Linked DNA regions of Mus musculus: region 2 is linked to region 1. The links are chromatin contacts, called in public promoter capture Hi-C maps. All regions are on one chromosome and are shown on one strand. The core of a region is the stretch at or near the end of the contact, and the rest is flanking DNA. Distances in the headings are between cores, read along the strand shown. Region 1 has its middle 23 kb from the start of Gm33987. Region 2 holds the start of Fabp2 (fatty acid binding protein 2, intestinal).

Evidence for each region. Promoter capture Hi-C pulls out the DNA fragments that hold promoters and counts their contacts.
Region 2: a promoter capture Hi-C map of liver shows a contact between it and region 1, with 2.0 times the contacts expected there. The contact joins the promoter of Fabp2 here to the enhancer-like site in region 1. A contact is called at or near these places in 5 of 39 promoter capture datasets (embryonic stem cells, hippocampal neurons, liver and 1 more), 6 of 484 Hi-C or Micro-C datasets (cardiomyocytes, cerebellar granule neurons, cerebellum and 2 more) and 1 of 9 other capture datasets (embryonic stem cells).

The regions. Positions count from the first base shown.
Region 1 is chr3:121,872,236-121,876,006 of GRCm38.p6, forward strand. No RefSeq gene overlaps it. Among named protein-coding and RNA genes, the nearest start is that of Gm33987, 23 kb to the left of the region's middle. Within about 2 kb of position 2,511, at least 36 of the 459 cell types and tissues checked have an H3K27ac peak or open chromatin away from gene starts, as enhancers often do. A contact at or near this core is called in liver, where this site is marked.
Region 2 is chr3:122,893,398-122,897,027 of GRCm38.p6, forward strand. It overlaps Fabp2 (fatty acid binding protein 2, intestinal), which reads left to right and starts at 1,675. Exons shown (of 4, transcript NM_007980.3): 1 at 1,675-2,082; 2 at 3,340-3,512. The coding sequence starts at 2,016. The region is part of intron 3 of 4933405D12Rik (RIKEN cDNA 4933405D12 gene); the gene reads right to left.

The sequences.
Region 1 (3,771 bases), core at 1,261-3,760:
TCATACAAATATCCTTAAAGCAACAGTTAATAACAGTGGCTGTCATAAGAGACTGGTTCACACAGTGACATGGATTAATTTAAAAGACATTATACGCTTAAAAGGCCAGACATAAAAGACTTAAATAATTTATGATCATATTTATATGGAATCTGGAAAATGATAAATTATAGTGACAAAGAAATAGGTCGGGTTTTTTCCAGGTCTGAGGGAATGGGATTGACTTCTCATGATTGCAAGAAAACTTTGGGGAGTTGACAGTTTTTCATGTTTTAATTAACTGATGGATTTTATTGGGGTAAACTTATACACAGAGGGCATAAGGGCCATTTTAACTAAGTATATGTGTAAGTAGCATTAATTATACTAAGACTGTTGTGTAACCAACACATTTATCTAAAACCCTTCCATCATATCAAACAGAAATCATGTATGCATTAAGCAATAACTCCTTGGTCTCATAGGTGACGCTACTACTTATCAATTATAGCTAAATGCAGATGATTTTTTAAAATGCACTTCCTCTGTGCAGTCCCTGTGATAAAGGGCCTCTCTTAGGCTAAGGTATTTTTAAAACTTTTGCATAATCCCCTTGGGGAGTTTCCCTGTTTCTGTACCAGTTTGTCTTGGTCATTGACAGTCGCTTTCCATTCCCAGAATGTCCACAGACTACCCACAAATGTTTCCCCAGGTTGTTTGAAGTTTTATTCCATGACACACACCCTTTCAGCAACACAGTCTTTCCCCCTCTCCAACTAGTCATGTCTCAGTAAGTCTTTTAACCCAGCTAAATGGAACCAGCATCTTTGAATATATACAGAGCACAGACAGACAGACGGACAGACATGCATGCATGCGCACATACATACACACATACGAGAGAAACATGTGCATGCCATAACCACAGCTGTCTCCCTTCAACAGTATGTCACAGACTCATATTTTTTTGACCCCTTCCCTCTTTAATAGCTAGATGCCATGCTTATGTTTGTAAATGACAGATTTCCAGGCCGAAGAAAAACATGTCTTCATTTCAAAAGAGGCAATAACCTTCATGAGTATGAGGCCAGTTTGGACTTTATAGCAAGATTCCATTGGAAGTTGTGGGGAGAAGAGGAAGGAAGAATGGAAGGAGGAGGGAGAGGAAGAGTGAGAGGAGGAGGGAGAGGAGGAGAAGTAAAACAGGGGAGGGGGAGGGGGAAGAGAAATTCACGTTGTATGCCATTCTTTCTAACATTCCTTTAATGGTGCACTTCCAAGGTCCAAACATCTCCCATCCTGTCTTATGCCTGCTGTACATCTGCAACTCAAAATCTGAAAGTTCAGGGTAGGAAGTAAAAATGTATCAGTCCTTTTGGATCCCCTTCATCCTTCCTTTCCCAAAGGCACAAAACCAGTGCTTCCTCCCCAATTCTCCATTAGAGTAAGGAGATGTTGTAGTTCTAAGCCTGATTGGGTGAAACCCACTATGCAGAGTATGGTTAAACAAGTGTCTATTTAGAACACACTTCTCATTCTGAGGCCTGAGGTGACAAGGTTTGAAAGCAGGAGGTTAAGGGAAAAAAAAAGAATATTCTTGATCAATGGAGCACGAAGACTGACCTGCAGTAGGTCAGAGAGCTCCAAGGAAGCTGGGCATCTGCCCACCCTGACTACCTCCATTGAACCTGCAGTGCTGATCGCTCCATCAGGCAGTTCAGAGACATAAGGCAATAGGAACACTATTCCTACAAGTAGGCTCCCTCTTTAATGTTCAATATTCTAGTATTTAAGATTAAAAAAAAACAATTTAGGGAGAGACGGATCCTTGTGGACAGGCAAGAAGATTAATCCATAGTACAGAAGTTATAAGAAGGTTAGAAGAAACTCCTAAGATCTAAGGACAGGGACAATATTAATTATAAGGGTAAGGCTGGAGAGATGGCTCAGCAGTTAAGAACATTGGCTGTTCTTCCAGAGGACCAGAGTTCAATTCCCAGCACTCATATGAAAGCCAACAACCATCTGTAATTCCAGTTCAGAAAAACTGATGCCCTCATCTGGCCTCTGTGGGCATCAAGCACATACCTATTGTACAGATACAACTAAATAATAATAATAATAATAATAATAATAATAATAATAATAATAATATCTCTATGAGGTTTTACCATGAAATAAAGTCCTCAGTGCACTTCTGGAAAAGTCACGGCATTTTGAAGCAAAACCATTATGTGTGATAAATAAACTGTGGTTTTCACCACATTGTCATTTCCACTTCCCAGTAGAGGTGCCTCTAAGAGGAAGGGACGATGCCTAGAATTCTAGCACATAGCAGCAATGACACTATCTGAGGTCCACAGAAGAATGAGAGGCCAAGGAAGACACAATTAATATTGAAAAACAGCTCCTGAAAGACCACTCAGGAACACAAGACAAAATCTTTCCATATCCTGAAAGAGAACTATGACCTCTGGGGAGGAGCTGGTATTTGAACCACAAATGGATCACAGCCAGACACCTCACTCCACCCCAAGCAGGATGGAAGAGGCAATTGCCATATGTGTGTCAAAGATCAAGGCCACATTTTCCAGAGTGTGGTCTTGAGTCAGCACATAGAGGGCACACTGCCAAATCTCTATTACATAAAGCTCACTAAGCTGGGGAAATGTCCCCACAACTGATTAACAAAAGGATACAACTCCAATATGGAAGCAATACTTGTAAGCCAGTAAATAATAATGATAAATGATAACGAAAAAAAAGATAGTTTACCTCCAAGTAGAATATACTAAAGAGGGTCTATGTATAAAGGGGTTGGTTGAACATGTGTGATTTAAGGAAAATGAAAGGTATAATTCAATTATCTGGGGATATGTGTATCTCAGATTACAACTTCTAGCCCTAAAACAACAATTAGAGAAGAGGCTGCAGGGACTCTGATCGGGTTTGGTCAGGAGAGCAATAGACGTCATTCTAAAGAAAACCTGTCATAGGCAGTCAGTTACACAGGGAGTAACTTGGGGCAACAAATACTTTGAACTTTCCTTCCCTCTCTAATCTCTGCCAAACTTTCCCCTGGTTGAACCCTAGTTGGAGCCAAAGGACATGAATGCCAGGTTGTTGAAGCACACAGAGATCACACTGGCAGGGCGAGAGTTAGGTGGAGAAAGGAGTGCCTATGAAATACAATCAGAATGTATGCCAACGCCAGGGAAAAGAACCTGAATGTGTGAATCACAGAGGAGTGGATGCCAATAGGTCTGATGGCCACCAGGACTGACTCCATTTCTTGAGTTCATTAAAGCTGAAATTCTAAATTGAGTCCTGGATTTAAGGACCTGCCTGGGTAAAGGAGACTTGAGTCTACCTGTTCCATTACATGATTATCTGGAGATCTGGGTCAAGTCTTGCTCCCATTGTTACCAAACTTTAGGTCACAGTGTGAATGAACCCCAAGAAGCCAAGTTTGATCACCTGTCCTTGAACAACCAATTAAAACAACCGAGTTAATAGATAAAAGAAGAAAAAGAACTATTCAATGTGGTCACATTGGGGAGAAGGACAAAGAGATGCAATGACCACCTTCCCCTAAAGTCCTGAAGTGAGGTTGGAATTTAATAGAGGGCTGAACTATGCACATCTAAGCAGTCCAAGTAAATGTGTGATCCCGTGCACCACTGACCCACCAATGTCTGGGCTTCAGTCTCACCCCATAAGGTAGTCTAACAAGTTGTAAATCTCTTTCCTAGGAAACAAGTTGCCCCACTCTGGCAGGGATCTTTTTCTTCT
Region 2 (3,630 bases), core at 425-2,924, 1.0 Mb after region 1:
AAATAACAGAAAATGAGGGAAAAAAATTAAATACCATACTTAACATTTGGCTTTTGTTCTCTTTTCACACTGGTCCTAAGAGTTTTGTGTGAGACAGCTATGTAGCCACTCTCTGGTTACTTTGTGGGTCCTTCTTTCTTTTACTCTTTCAATCCCCTAACACTAGATAGGAGAGAGAAAAGAATAGAGGGGAAAGGGGAGGAAAGAGATCCTTGGCTAATGTTATAGTTAGACTACTCTGATGACTAGGGGCATCACATTTTTGGGGGCAAGTTTGATCTTCTCAGTCAGGAATTTTATTTCTTTCTTCTTCTTTTCTTCTTCTTCTTCTTCTTCTTCTTCTTCTTCTTCTTCTTCTTCTTCTTCTTCTTCTTCTTCTTCTTCTTCTTCTTCTTCTTCCTCCTCCTCCTCCTCCTTCCTCTTCCTTCCTCTTTCTCCTCTTCCTCCTCCTTCCTCTTCCTCCTCCTCTTCCTCTTCCTTCTCTCCTTTCTCTCCTTCTCTTCTTGTTTCTTCCTTCACATGACTACTTACCAAACGCAACCAAAAACAACCAACCATCTGCAGCTGGCAAAATCACACCCCTGCTAGAGCACGAAGCAAATCATGGACAGCTGATTCTGACAGTCCGAAGCAGCCCTATACACCACACCAGGGATCAAAATAAAAACACATCCCCATAGTGTTCCTGTGTTTTTAAAAGAAACCAAAACTCCAGAATTCTCACTATACACCCACATTTCTACCTCTTGAGGTTTTGCTTAGTGATCTATAACCCTTCAAGACAAAACCAAACAAACAAAAAACCTCATGATTCCCAGGGCATCAGACAAGTATGCCAGGAACCAGGGATATTTCTACAAACCTCTGATAACCCCAAATACAATGCAAAAGGGTATATTAGAAAACATAACTTCAACTAACAAACATTGTTTGGAGTGTGTTGCTCGAGGTTGGCATGAGAGGAGGGAGGGAGGGAAACTGGATTTGATTATGCCTGTATTGAAATGTCATGCGGAATTCCTTAATTTACATAATTTACTCACATTAATCAAGAATAAAACATTAAAAAATAAAGAGCTGGCTGATATGTAAACATTGAGAACACATTCAGTGAAAAGATTCAAACATAAAAAGACCACCTACTATGCAATTATATTTGTATGAAATGTCTATAGAGGTAGAAAGCAGCTGAGAACCTAATGGTCTAAAATAGAAAATGAACACCCACTGCTAGAAATGTATGCAGTTTCTTTTAGGAATAATAACACTGTTTCAGAATATGATGACAGTGATGTTTGGGCAAATAGCTAATATATTAAATTTAAGATTAATTTTATTTCAATAAACTAATCTTAGGGAAAAGATTATTCCTAATTAAAATAAAAATACATTTTTAGCTCCAACAATCACTCAAACTTTAACTTTGAAGTTGCATTTGTGTTTAGTTTTGTAAGGCTCCTGTGAAAGGCTTGGGGTATAAGTCTCATGTCTCCGAAGTTTGATATATGTTACAAATTATATTACCTGCTACATAGTGTGCACTTTGAACTTGTAAATAGAAAACTACCTTGAGAGTTTCTTGTTGTTGTTGTTTGTTTGTTTGGATTGGTTTATTGCCTAATTCATTTTTGTTGTTTGCTTTTTGGCTGGAGTGGAACTCCCTTTTAGACCAACCTTAGAACTGGCTGCCTCTGCCTCCGGAGAGCAGCGATTAAAAGTGTCAGCCATCATTACCTGGCCCTAATTCTTGAAATAAAAATGCCCACATGCTGTAGTTGAAGGCAGAGTAGGAATGATTATCAGATTTTAATTCAGTTGAATCCCAGCAGTAGATTCAAAGAAAGCATGGGAAGAGAAACCAAAGGGGCCTGGCATGTGAGGCGGTTAGGTTATCTCCTGAACTTCGAACTTCCACATCACAGTATGAATTGGTTCGAAGATAAGAAATAGAATAAATTCTCTCTAGTGGACAGGACTGGACCTCTGCTTTCCTAGAGACACACACAGCTGAGATCATGGCATTCGACGGCACGTGGAAAGTAGACCGGAACGAGAACTATGAAAAGTTCATGGAGAAAATGGGTAAGCACTGGCTTCCTGTCTGTTTGTTTTCTCCTGTCTGTGTAGTTACTGAATGACCTGTGATGTGGCAAAGCTCTAGCTGACCGATTGTTCAGAGCCAGGAAATCCATACTTGCACCTCCTGCTTTAGGAAGAATATCTTGTCTCCCTCGGGCAAGCCCTGCTCTCTGAAACACACCAAAGAAAGAGACACCTATGATTTCTTCCCTTGCCTGGTAATTGCACATGCGTAATTAAAAACTGACATGTTTGCGTTCATTTAAAAAAGAATATTATAGTGAGTTATAATTTCCAGAGTTTAAAAAAAAAACCCACGGGATTATAGGGGATTAAAAAAGCAAGGATCTTTTAATAAAGTAAGAAAATAATTTTTTCAAAACCCAGCTTAAATAAATTATATGTAATTCTTTCCTCTAACTTATCTAACGTTAGGAATAACCATAAAATGCTGTACATTCTTCACAGAGGTGTAATTTAACTCTACTATAAATGTCTACTAGTATGGTAGCTTACACTACAAACTAGGCAAAAATGTTTCATTACTTGAAATAAAGCCTGAATAAATTATCTTTTACTTTAGGGATCCTGAATTGAAGTTTATAAAATTTCATATTATAATGAATTAATCATATAATTTCCGAATAATTTTTCTGGCTTAGGCCAATGAGGAATGCCACAAAGAGTCAATATAATTATAAGGCAAGCAAACCATGGTGGTGTACACTGGAGATCTTAACAGTCTTGAGAGTGAAAAGACTATAGGCTAACCTGTGCTATGCAGCAAGTTTGGGGCCTGCCTGGGTTACATATCAAGAGCCAGTTTCAAACAACAACAACAAAACAAATAAATGCAATTTTAGTGTTGGAAATTAATAAATACCCAGACCTGAGGTTGTGTTTCTTTAATGTATGAATATACCTTTTAATTCTTCATTTGACATTGCTGAAATTGGGCTGATCATTGAAGCAAAAGGTTTGTTGATCTTGTTTTTGTTATCCAGGGCTAAGGTGCTATACTTTGTAGCTTCGTTTACATTTTCTTACTTTGGAAAAGCAGCTTGAACCTTCTCTGGGTCTGCCAGAGCTTCCCCTTTTTTCTCTAGAAGCATTTTTGGTGGTGTTGAGCATCACGACACTATTTGCTCTTTCTTCCACACCCACAAAATAAAGATGAGCAAGGCAAAACAGAACTTGGAAAGAGAAACCCTTTCGGTGACACTCTGATTTCATGCCCCTTCCAACCTCTCTCCGTTGCAGGCATTAATGTGATGAAGAGGAAGCTTGGAGCTCATGACAATCTGAAACTGACAATCACACAGGATGGAAATAAATTCACAGTCAAAGAATCAAGCAACTTCAGAAACATTGATGTTGTGTTTGAGCTCGGTGTAAACTTTCCCTACAGTCTAGCAGACGGAACGGAGCTCACTGTAAGACATTCTTTTAAAATTTAATTTTATTTGTAATTCATTTTTTACATTCCATATTCCATTCCCTGCACTTCCCCACCCACCCTCTGTTCCACATCCCACACCTCCTCCCCACCCC